Regions from separate parts of the Sus scrofa genome. Here region 1 is linked to region 2. A link is a contact called in public Hi-C data. All regions are on one chromosome and are shown on one strand. The core of a region is the stretch at or near the end of the contact, and the rest is flanking DNA. Distances in the headings are between cores, read along the strand shown.

Region 1 (4,650 bases), core at 715-3,214, 170 kb before region 2:
AGATGTAGCTGCTGAGCTCAGTGAGGGCAAGGATGCAACTGCACAAATGTTCCACTATCATAGTGTGGTACTGCTCCGAGCTCCCAAGTACCTGCAGGAAATTTCATTTCCTTGAAACTCTTGATGGGTGGTGGGATCCCATCACCTTCCACCAAGATGTGGTACTTCTTCCGTACACGCTCATGCCGCTCTTCAGACATGCTCAGAACATACCGGGGTGGTGTCCAACTGTGGGTGGGTGGCAAGGGTCAAGAGAGCCCCTGGACACAGCTGGTTTTAGGGTGTCCCTGCCAGTGTCCCCCAAATACGGTCCCAAGTAAGGGTTACTGACTTTCCACAGGCCAGAAAGACATACCTAGTTTTGATCGGGTCGTCGTATGTGATTCCCTTAGCCATCTCCTTCACTGACATCAAGGCTGAGAAGAGAGATGTGGCTAAGGACTGGCTACTGCTTCCCAGAGGCCAGACCCCCTTGAGATATAACATGCCTGGGGTTGGAGGAGGAGAGGCAGTCCACCTCCTCTCTGCCCCTGCCTACAACCATACCTCGACCTTCAGCTACACTCTCCAGGATCTTCTCCTCTTCCTTCAGCTGCTTCTCCTTGGCAGACTCTTTGCGGGCTGACAAAAGCAGCAGAAGGTGTCAGAAAGACACTAAAGCAATGTACCAAGCTGAGCCTCCCTCTTGTTGCCCAACTCACCTTCAGCCTTCTCTTTGAGGTGCTGGTGCTGATCCAGAAGGCTGACGTTGGACTGAGGGCCCAGCGGGATGTCGTCCTCATCTCCTCGGGGTTCGCTGCCGCTGTCCTGCTGCTCCTCTTCCGCAGCTCCCTTGCGCCTTCGCTGAAGCAGCTTCTGGAGCTGAGGTTCCACGAGCGCCTCTCAGAGCCGAGTCCAATGCAGAGTGGGGCATTGGACCCAGGGGCAGGTGTCAGGATCCTGGCTCTTGGGAGAGGATCCTGTGCCCCGAGGTGCAGAGCTGCCCCATCCCTCAGATCACGTCGCCTCACCAGTTCCCCCCTTTGCCTGGGGACCATGCTCCTGTATACTGACACCTCACTCTGCAAACCTGGGGCCATCCCCCATGCCACAGCCAAACCCTCATTCCTGCCCTCATTCGTCCCCGCGACCCAGGGCCCTGACCAGCAACTGCCGGCGCTGTCGCAGTGGTACGTAGGGTACATAATCCTCATCGTCCTCATCCTCCGCCTCGGAGCGGCTTCCTGTGGCAGTTGCCTCGTCGGTGCGAGCCCGCTGCAGATATACACGAGTCAAGGCCCAGACTCCCCGACTTCATTACCACTCGCAACCCACGCGGACCCCAGCGAGCAAAGCTCCCACCTTCCTCTCTGGTTCGGATTCCTCCATTCTTTGCTATACGCATGCGCGCCACGGCAAACCCCCGCCCCCCGCCTTTCCTATGATGCTATCCAATCAGATGTGAAGAAGCAGACGTCGGCAGCTAGCAGCGACCTGAGTGCCGGATCGCGCAGAGGGACAAACTTTCTCCTGAGTCCCTGTCTGGCGGAGCCGCATCCCAGTTCCCTGTGGGCGGCTACGCAGCTGTTGCCAGGGCTGAGAGCTAAAGCCTTAGGCAAGGCACCGTTGGACGCTGCAAAATTTGGAGCATGCGCTGAAGGCTCAAGCCGATCCTGTTTGAAGCGTGGAATCTGCTGACTCCGAAGAGGGCGGCTTGCCAGGTGCCCAGCCTCGCCTAAGGCGTGACGTTACCTGGTACACCCCCGCTAGCGGACACTGTCCTCTCGTGGCCAGGGAGCTCTGGGACCGGGCCAGCTGGGATCCCGCCCCGCTCTCTCCAGCCGCCATTAACTCTCACGGGCCACAGGGGTCAGGGTGGGGCTTGCAGAATAAATGACTCAACACATGCTGCCGCCCTGACTGGGATTCTCATCTGTGTGATACCTTATGTTCACGGTGATGAAGAATAAATGAAATACTGATGACGGTGGTTTCTGAGGGGCTGTACATGTATGTAAACGATTATTATTGTAAATGCTGTAACAGAGCTCAGACAGTGATCGGAGAACCAGAGAAGTCTTCTAGGAGAACTGGATCTGTGGAGTCTCAGAGCTGGGAGTGCAGGAGAGGAAGAGAGAGGCTTCGTGATAGAGGGTCCAGTGGGAGTGAAGTTCTGGCCATGTGCAAGTTCCTCAGGGAACAAAGAGATCACTTGGCTTGTATCAGAAGGGGATAGTCAGAGCTAAAGCTGGAAAAGTAGATCCAGAGCATGCAGGGCCGAGACTGTCAGGGTAAGTAATTTCAATTTCATTGGGGCCTTTTATTTTTATTTTCTTTTTAGGGTCGCTCCTGCAACATATGGAAGTTTTCGGGTTAGGGGCTGCAGCTGTTTGCCTACACCACAGCCACTCCACGCCATATCCAGAGCTTCCTCTGCAACCTACACCACAGCTCATAACATTGCGGATCATTAGCCTACTGGGCGGGGCCAGGGATCAAAGCCACATCCTCATGGATACTAGGTTTCTTACCACTGAGCCACAATAGGAACTATCCACTGAGGACTTTTATTTTTATTATTTATTTATTTATTTGTCTTTTTCTAGGGCCACACCCACCAGCATAAGGAGGTTCCCAGGATAGGGGTCCTCCCTGTGATACCTTATGTTCACGGTGATGAAGAATAAAGCCACACAGCCACAGCGACGCCAGATCCGAGCTGCGTCTGCGACCTACACCACAGCTCATGGGAACGCTGGATCCCCAATCCACTGAGCGAGGCCAGGGATAGAACCCAAAACCTCATGGTTCCTAGTCGGATTCTTTTCTGCTGTGCCGTGACGGGAACTCCTCACTGAGGACTTTTTAAAAGGAGCGACAGGTTAGTGCTGTTCTTTTCATAAATACTTATACATGATTTTCATATGATTTTTCATATATATGATTTTTTTCCTTTTTAGGGCCACACCTGTGGCATATGGAAGTTCCCGGGCTAGGTGTTAAACTGGAGCAGCTGCCGGCCTATGCCACAGCTTGCAACAATGAGTGATCCTTAACCCAGTGAGCAAGGCCAGGGATCAACCCAGTATCCTGACGGACCTTATGCTGGGTTCTTAACCTGTTGAGCCACAAAAGGAACTCCCCCTTCATATACTAAATATGAGTATGTGCTGGGCATTGTGCCCAGTGTCGAAGGAGATAAAAGATGAGCAAGACACAAACATGGCTTGTGAGTTTACAGATTAGGGGAGATGGAAACAGAAAACTGGTCTTGAGGTCAGGAAATCTCATAAGACACAAAAGTTACCACTTTTGGAATTAGCACAAAGGCAGTGCAAACTGATTTTCATAGTCAAAGTGGCTTTTTAGTTGTGATGTGAAGAATATGGTAGAATTCACAAAGAATTCTGAATTATCTGAGAAGGGGGGAAATAAGTGAGCTAAAACCAGGAGACCTGAAGGTGCTAGGCATAGCTGGGGACAGAGGTCATTAGGTGTGGCTGGAGTGTGCCAGAGGCAGAGGCCAGGCTTGGAGGGCCATGAATGACACTGACGGAAGTCTTTCTCTGTAGGTAAAGTGGCTGGCTGCTTGAGTAGACCTGCACTGTAATTATGAAGCAGAATTTTATTTATTTAGGGCTGCACCTGTAGCATATGTAAGTTCCCAGGCTAGGGGTCGAATCAGAGCTGTAGCTGCCAGCCTACACCACAGCCACAGCCACATGGGATCTAGCCCACTTCTGAAACCTGCACTGCAGCTCAGGGCAATGCCAGATCCTTAGCCCATTGAGCAGGGCCAGGGATTGAACCCAAGTCCTCATAGATGCTAACTGGGTTTGTTACCTCTGAGCCACAATGGGAACTCTGATGAAGCAGAATTTTAGACAGCTGTGACAATTCAACTGCAGGACAGGAGCCTGGTGCAAGAGTTGAAGGGAGAGAGGAACACAGGTAGTAAGTATACAGAGAAAGGTTTCAGAGGGAAGTGTCCACACTTCCTTGGGGATTAGGAAAGGCCAGGGAACCAGGAATTGTGAGCCTCTGGTCAATGCTGTTTCACCTCTTTAGAAGAGGAAGCTGGTACTGCCAGTCTTGGGTGGGGGCAGTTGGTGGGAGGGGGGGGGACCTCAACCTAGGGGGTAGGAGGGAGTGGTTTCTGATCTGGTCCCAACACTTCACAAAGGGTTCTTAGTGACTCTGTGGCCACTGCCACTGTTGCTCCCCACAGAAGCTCAAATTATGAGTTGGTTTTAGTAGATAAAAATGACACTGGAGGCAAGGATTTGGGATTCAAAGGCATTTGAATGTGTGTGAGGCATTTCTAGCAAGTCTGTCATATTAAAACCTGAATTCACAAAGCAGATCCATGGTGGGGAGGGAGAGATGAGGTAGTTTGCACTACAGGAGACATAATTATTCTCCTAACCCTCAAGTACCAAGTACTTAGGCTACATGGTCCATTCCCATTGGAAAGTCAGATCCAATTTATAAGAAAATACATTTACCACCAACTTCCCCTGAAGACACCAACTGTCCAGGCTATAGGTGCATGTGGAGCCCACAAAGGCCTCAAGTCTTCTCCTGATGACTCCTCACATCAGCTGCTTAGAGACCAAGTCCCATCTTGTAGGGAGGGAAACTGAGACAGTGTGGGGGAGGGGATGCTCAGGG
Region 2 (4,843 bases), core at 1,510-4,009:
ACCCAGAGCAGTTATTAATGACCAATCATCTGAAGTCTGACACTTCCATTGTCGGGAAATTGTTAAGGATGGCATAGAAGGCAGGGGTTTGCAGAATGGAGGCCTGTGGGCCAAATCTGATGCATGGGTAACATGATGTCTTTTTTTCTTTTTTCTTTTTTTTTTTTTTTTTCTTTTTAGGGCTGTACCTGCAGCATATGGAAGTTCCCAAGCTAGGGGTCGAATTGGAGCTGCAGCTGCTGGCCTACACCACAGCCACAGCAACGCTGGATCTGAGCCGCGTCTGCGACCTACACCACAGTTCACAGCAATGCCAGATCCTTAACCACTGAGTGAGGCCAGGGATCAAACCTGCAACCTCGTGGTTCCTAGTCGGATTCCTTTCTGCTGTGCCACAATGAGAACTCCAACCATTTTTAAAGTATACAATTCAATGGCATTTAGCACATTCACAGTGTTGTGCAACCACCACCTCCATCTGGTTCCAAAACACCTTCCTCATACCAAAAGAAACCCCACGTCCATTAAGCAGTCACTCCTGGTTCATTCCTCCCCACAACTCTGGCCCTAATTTGCCTTCTATCTGTATGGATCTACCTGCTTCGTATAAGTGAAATCATACCACACCTGGCTCTACGTGTCTGGTTTCTTTCACTTAGCAAAATTGTTTGGCAGTTCACCCATGCTGTAGCATGTATAAGAACACCATAACTGGAGTTCCCGTTATGGCTCAGCAGATTAAGAACCCAACATGGTGTCCATAAGGATTAGATGCCTCAGAGAGTTAAGGATCTGGCGTTGCTGTTGCTCTGGAGTAGTCCATCAGCTGCAGCTCCCATTGGACCCCTAGTGGGGGAACTTCCATATGCCACAGGCCCAGCGGGTTTGAGAAACAAAACAAAACAAAACCACCATTCCTTTTTATGGTTGAATAATATTCTATTGTATGGATAGACTGCATTTTGTGTATCCATTCATCTGTTGAGAGACACTTGGGTTGTTTCCACCTTTGGACTAATGTGAATAGTCCTGCTTGGAACGTTTTTGCACAGGTGTCTGAGTCTCTTCCCTGTTTTCAATTCTTTGGGATGTGTACTTAGGGAGTGGAACTGCTGGGTCATACCTCACTATATGTTCATAACCTTTAGGGGAAGACGTGGTGTTTTAATATTGGAACATGAATGCCTTTTGGTGTCCATTTCGGACTCGGTCTCCATCTTCTTGTACCTGCTTAACTCACATTATTTGTCTGGCCCCCGAAGGCATCTGAATTTGCTTCCCCAGACGGCTTTGGCAGCAAAAAAACTTAGCGACCAATTCAGTGGCTAACAAGCCAGAGACCTTGGGTAACCTCTCGGAGTGCTATTTTGCTCAGCCTCAAAAGGGAATAATACTGCTTACCTAAGAGGAGGCGGTGAGGATCAGGGAGATGATGGATTGAACACGCCTCTTCGGAAGCTGTTGGGTTCTGGAAACCGAGAGGGCCGGGTGAGGCCAGGAGGACTAGGAGGCGGAGGAGGGTGGGCTGGGCGCCCTCTGGGGGTGTCGGCCGCACTCCGGGCTTCGACTCGGCCAGTGCCCGAGCCCGCGCGCCAGGGACGGTCTCCGCGCAGAGCGCAACCCTCTGGGGGCTCCGGTGCCACCGCTGCGCGGCGCTTCTGCGGGCAGGGCTAGGCTGGAGCCACGAACCCGGGCGGGGCTCAGGTTGGCACGCGGTGGGCGGGGGTGGTCCCCCGTCCCCGCCTCCCACATCCGGGGGCCCGGGCCGGTCCCCGGGCCGGCAGCGCGCGGGTGAGTCAGGCCGGGTTTTCCCTCCGCCTCTGGGGCAGGCGAGCGAGCACTGCCGATCGCGTCCCTCCCTCGCCAATCCGGCTCCGGCGCCCGCCCGCGTTTTCCTGGCGCCTGCTGCCCGGCCGCTCCGGCCCGGCTCGCAGTCTCGGCTGGAGCCGGTGCCCTGGAGGGAAGGTTCAAATCCGCGCCAGGGAGCTGCAGCGCGCGAGGGGTGCGGAGCGGCGCCAGCATGGTGAGTGGGGAGCGACGGGGGCTAGGGCCAGGGCTGGGGGCTGGACTCGCGGGGTGGGACCGGCCGGACTCGCGGGGTGGGACCGGCCGCGGAGGTCTAGCTCTCCCAGCGACCTTGGCCAAGCTGCAGCCCTTCGCCAGCCGTGGTTACATCTGAGAAGTGGGCGGGGGTGGCAAGGTGTGGTGTGCGCCCAGGTACCCCTGCTTCCTGACACCGAAGCACCGAGGTGCGGGATCAGGGACTATGTGGGATCAGGGATCATCCGCGATCAGGAACGCCCCGCTGGAAGGGCAGGCGGCAGGTCACGCTGCTCTCAGTAACCCATGCAAATGCTCTTTCCTGGGAGCAGCGCCTGGGATCCCCGCGCTGCTAATGGTTATAGGGCAGGCGCCCTTGGCGCGGGAGTATGACCTCGTCTTCCATTCCCCCAGCCCATCCGCTCAGGTCAGGCCCTAGAGAAGGGCCTGGAAGAGATGTCCCCTCCCGCCTCCGGGTAGCTTGAGGATCTCCCGTAGTTCTGGGGAGCCTTGTCTCGGCCACAGCCTTTCCCAGGGAAAGTCCATGGAGATGACAACCTCGACTGCCCCTCCACCTTTCCCACCAGACTCCTCTCCTGCCCTCTTCTGCTCCCTCGAGATACCCCTTTCCTCCAACCTCTGCCCCTTACTGGTGGCAGCTGCCAGCCTGCTGCCAGGGGTCCCGCGGATAGGGGACACTCCCAGGTCTGGAGCACCATCCCAGTCTGGCCACAACCTTTGGCCAAAGTGAGAGCTCACCTGAGGCCAGGCGGAAATCTGGGCCCTGACTGCAGCTGGAGAAAGGACTGGGACCTGTGATCTCCCGCTGGGCAACTGCCCTCGCCCACCCCAGGCAGTTTGGGGCTCTCTTCCCTTGCCACAGGGGCTCAGCCTGTCCCACCGCCTAGGTTCTCTCGCTCTGTCCAGCCTAGGCAGGGAGAAGAGGCAAGAGGCCATCCTGGGCCTGGTGATCAGCCTCCTCCCAAAGCCCTCCTGGGCAGGGCTCCTCTGCCTGCCGGCTGGCTCTGTGTAGGTGTGTATGTGCCAGACTGAATGAATGCAGCCAGCTACCGCCAGCGCCTCTAGAGCTAGCAGCTTCCAGGGCTCAGAGTCCCCATGGCGGGGCTTCCACTATTCCTGACCCAGGGGCAGGCAGGGGGGATTCTAAGCAGAAGGGACTGGGATCCCAATCCCCAAGAGTGCAGGTGATTGGGAAAAGCAGGTGTGGGGAACTGAGCAGATGTAACACACAGCAGTGTGTGCCCGTGAAGGGCAGCTGGTGATCCCTGGCTGGGGCAACCTGGGACACAAGAGAGGGTCTTGCCTGGGGAGTTGGAATGGCGGGTCATATGGGATCTTAGACAACTCACTTCTTCTTTCTGGGCCTCAGTTTCCCTATCTGTAAGGTGGAGTGAGGATAACTTCTGTCCTGCCTACCTCATGAGGCTGTTGTGGAGATGAAATGATTCAATGGTATAGCTGATAAAAACGTCAGTGACTATATAGTGATACTGAGAATCATTCCTCCAGGGTTTAGACGCTGGACTCTGCCTCTTCAAGTGTCCCAGTGGGGCTAAGGAATGTCAGTCCCCTCCCTGGGCCCCTTCACCCATTGCCCCCTCTTTTGGAGCTAGTACATTCCTGTCCCATTCCATAGGGGCAGCTGCAGACACACCCCTCAGCAAATCTGATCCCCCAGCAGGTGGTGGGACCCTCCCTTGGGGCCAGGGCTCAGGCAGGCGGGGCTAAAGGCAGGCCATGGGGCTAAAGGCAGCCATGGCCGGACTGGGAGCTTCCTGCCGAGTGCTCTGGGATGTTCCACTGCAGAGGATGCACAGTGTGGTCAGGGAAGGTGTCTAAGCTGGGGAGCCTTTTCACTTTCTCCTGTGCAGCTGAACATGACCTTAGGCACATTATTTTACCTCCTGGGCCTCAATGTTCTCTTCTGAAGTAGGGGAATGACAATATTCCCTCTTGTGTGTATTGTGAGTGTGTGGTAGGCCCAGGTCAGCAGACCCACCAAGGCACCCACTAAGGGACACTGTGGTGCCTACCTGCATGTCCTCTCTTTTTCTACTTCATGGCCAGGGCGGTCCCCCAGCCTCATTCTCCCGACTCCACCAAGGGTTGGTCCAAAGGAGATGCGCCTGGTGTCTGGGGCTCAGTGCTGCTGGCTAATCTTGGAATGGGTGGAGGGGAGGTAGGAGCAGGAGAAAGGGGCTCTGTTGGGGCCAGGCTGGACCTATGCAGAATGCGGCCTGTGTTGCTCAGCTGAAACCTAGCTGGCAGGGCGGTGGGCTTCAGCTCTGGGCATTGGGCAGCTATGGAGCTCTGGGCAGGAAAGCCCAGGCACTTGAAGGAGTATCTGCCTTTTTCTCTGATGGAGCTGCAAGGCACTTGCCATCTCTCACTGCCTCCTCCCCCACCACATCCTCTCCTGCACAGCTGCCCTGGCTTGAGTGGGCCAGTCCCTGGGCTTCCAAGCAACGAGAAGGAATGTGTGTGTTGTGGGGAAGCAGGGGAGGTGGATGGACTCCTTTAGAGAAAGGGACTGTCGCCAGACTGAGACATGGGCAGGGTGGAGTCTCTTGAAAGCCAAGGGCTCGACCCTACTGGGGGAGCTAATAATGCAGCCAGAGAAGTTATCTAAGAGGGGTGGAGGGCGGGGGTCTTGGGGAAAGACAAAGGAGAGGGCTGTTTGTGCCCCTCCATCATGCTCCATGGCTATTTCAAATTGCTCAACTTGCTTGTGGAGAGAAGCCAGTGCCATGCCCTGCTCACCACTTCTGCATGTACGTGCGCA

The links. A called contact is a pair of places that touch in the nucleus more often than the background predicts.
Region 1: a Hi-C map of heart right ventricle shows a contact between it and region 2, with 2.0 times the contacts expected there. The contact joins the promoter of DDX41 here to the promoter of LOC106507311 in region 2. A contact is called at or near these places in 2 of 47 Hi-C or Micro-C datasets (epiblast stem cells and heart right ventricle).

Annotation. Positions count from the first base shown.
Region 1 is chr2:80,430,379-80,435,028 of Sscrofa11.1, reverse strand. It overlaps DDX41 (probable ATP-dependent RNA helicase DDX41), which reads right to left and starts at 1,964. Exons shown (of 20, transcript XM_021084371.1): 1 at 1,342-1,964; 2 at 1,144-1,254; 3 at 702-861; 4 at 547-621; 5 at 356-416; 6 at 92-228. The coding sequence starts at 1,368.
Region 2 is chr2:80,260,628-80,265,470 of Sscrofa11.1, reverse strand. LOC106507311 reads right to left here and starts at 2,759. Exons shown (of 3, transcript XM_021085150.1): 1 at 2,691-2,759; 2 at 1,402-2,044. The coding sequence starts at 2,759. It overlaps N4BP3 (NEDD4-binding protein 3), which reads left to right and starts at 1,566. Exons shown (of 5, transcript XM_003123673.4): 1 at 1,566-2,023.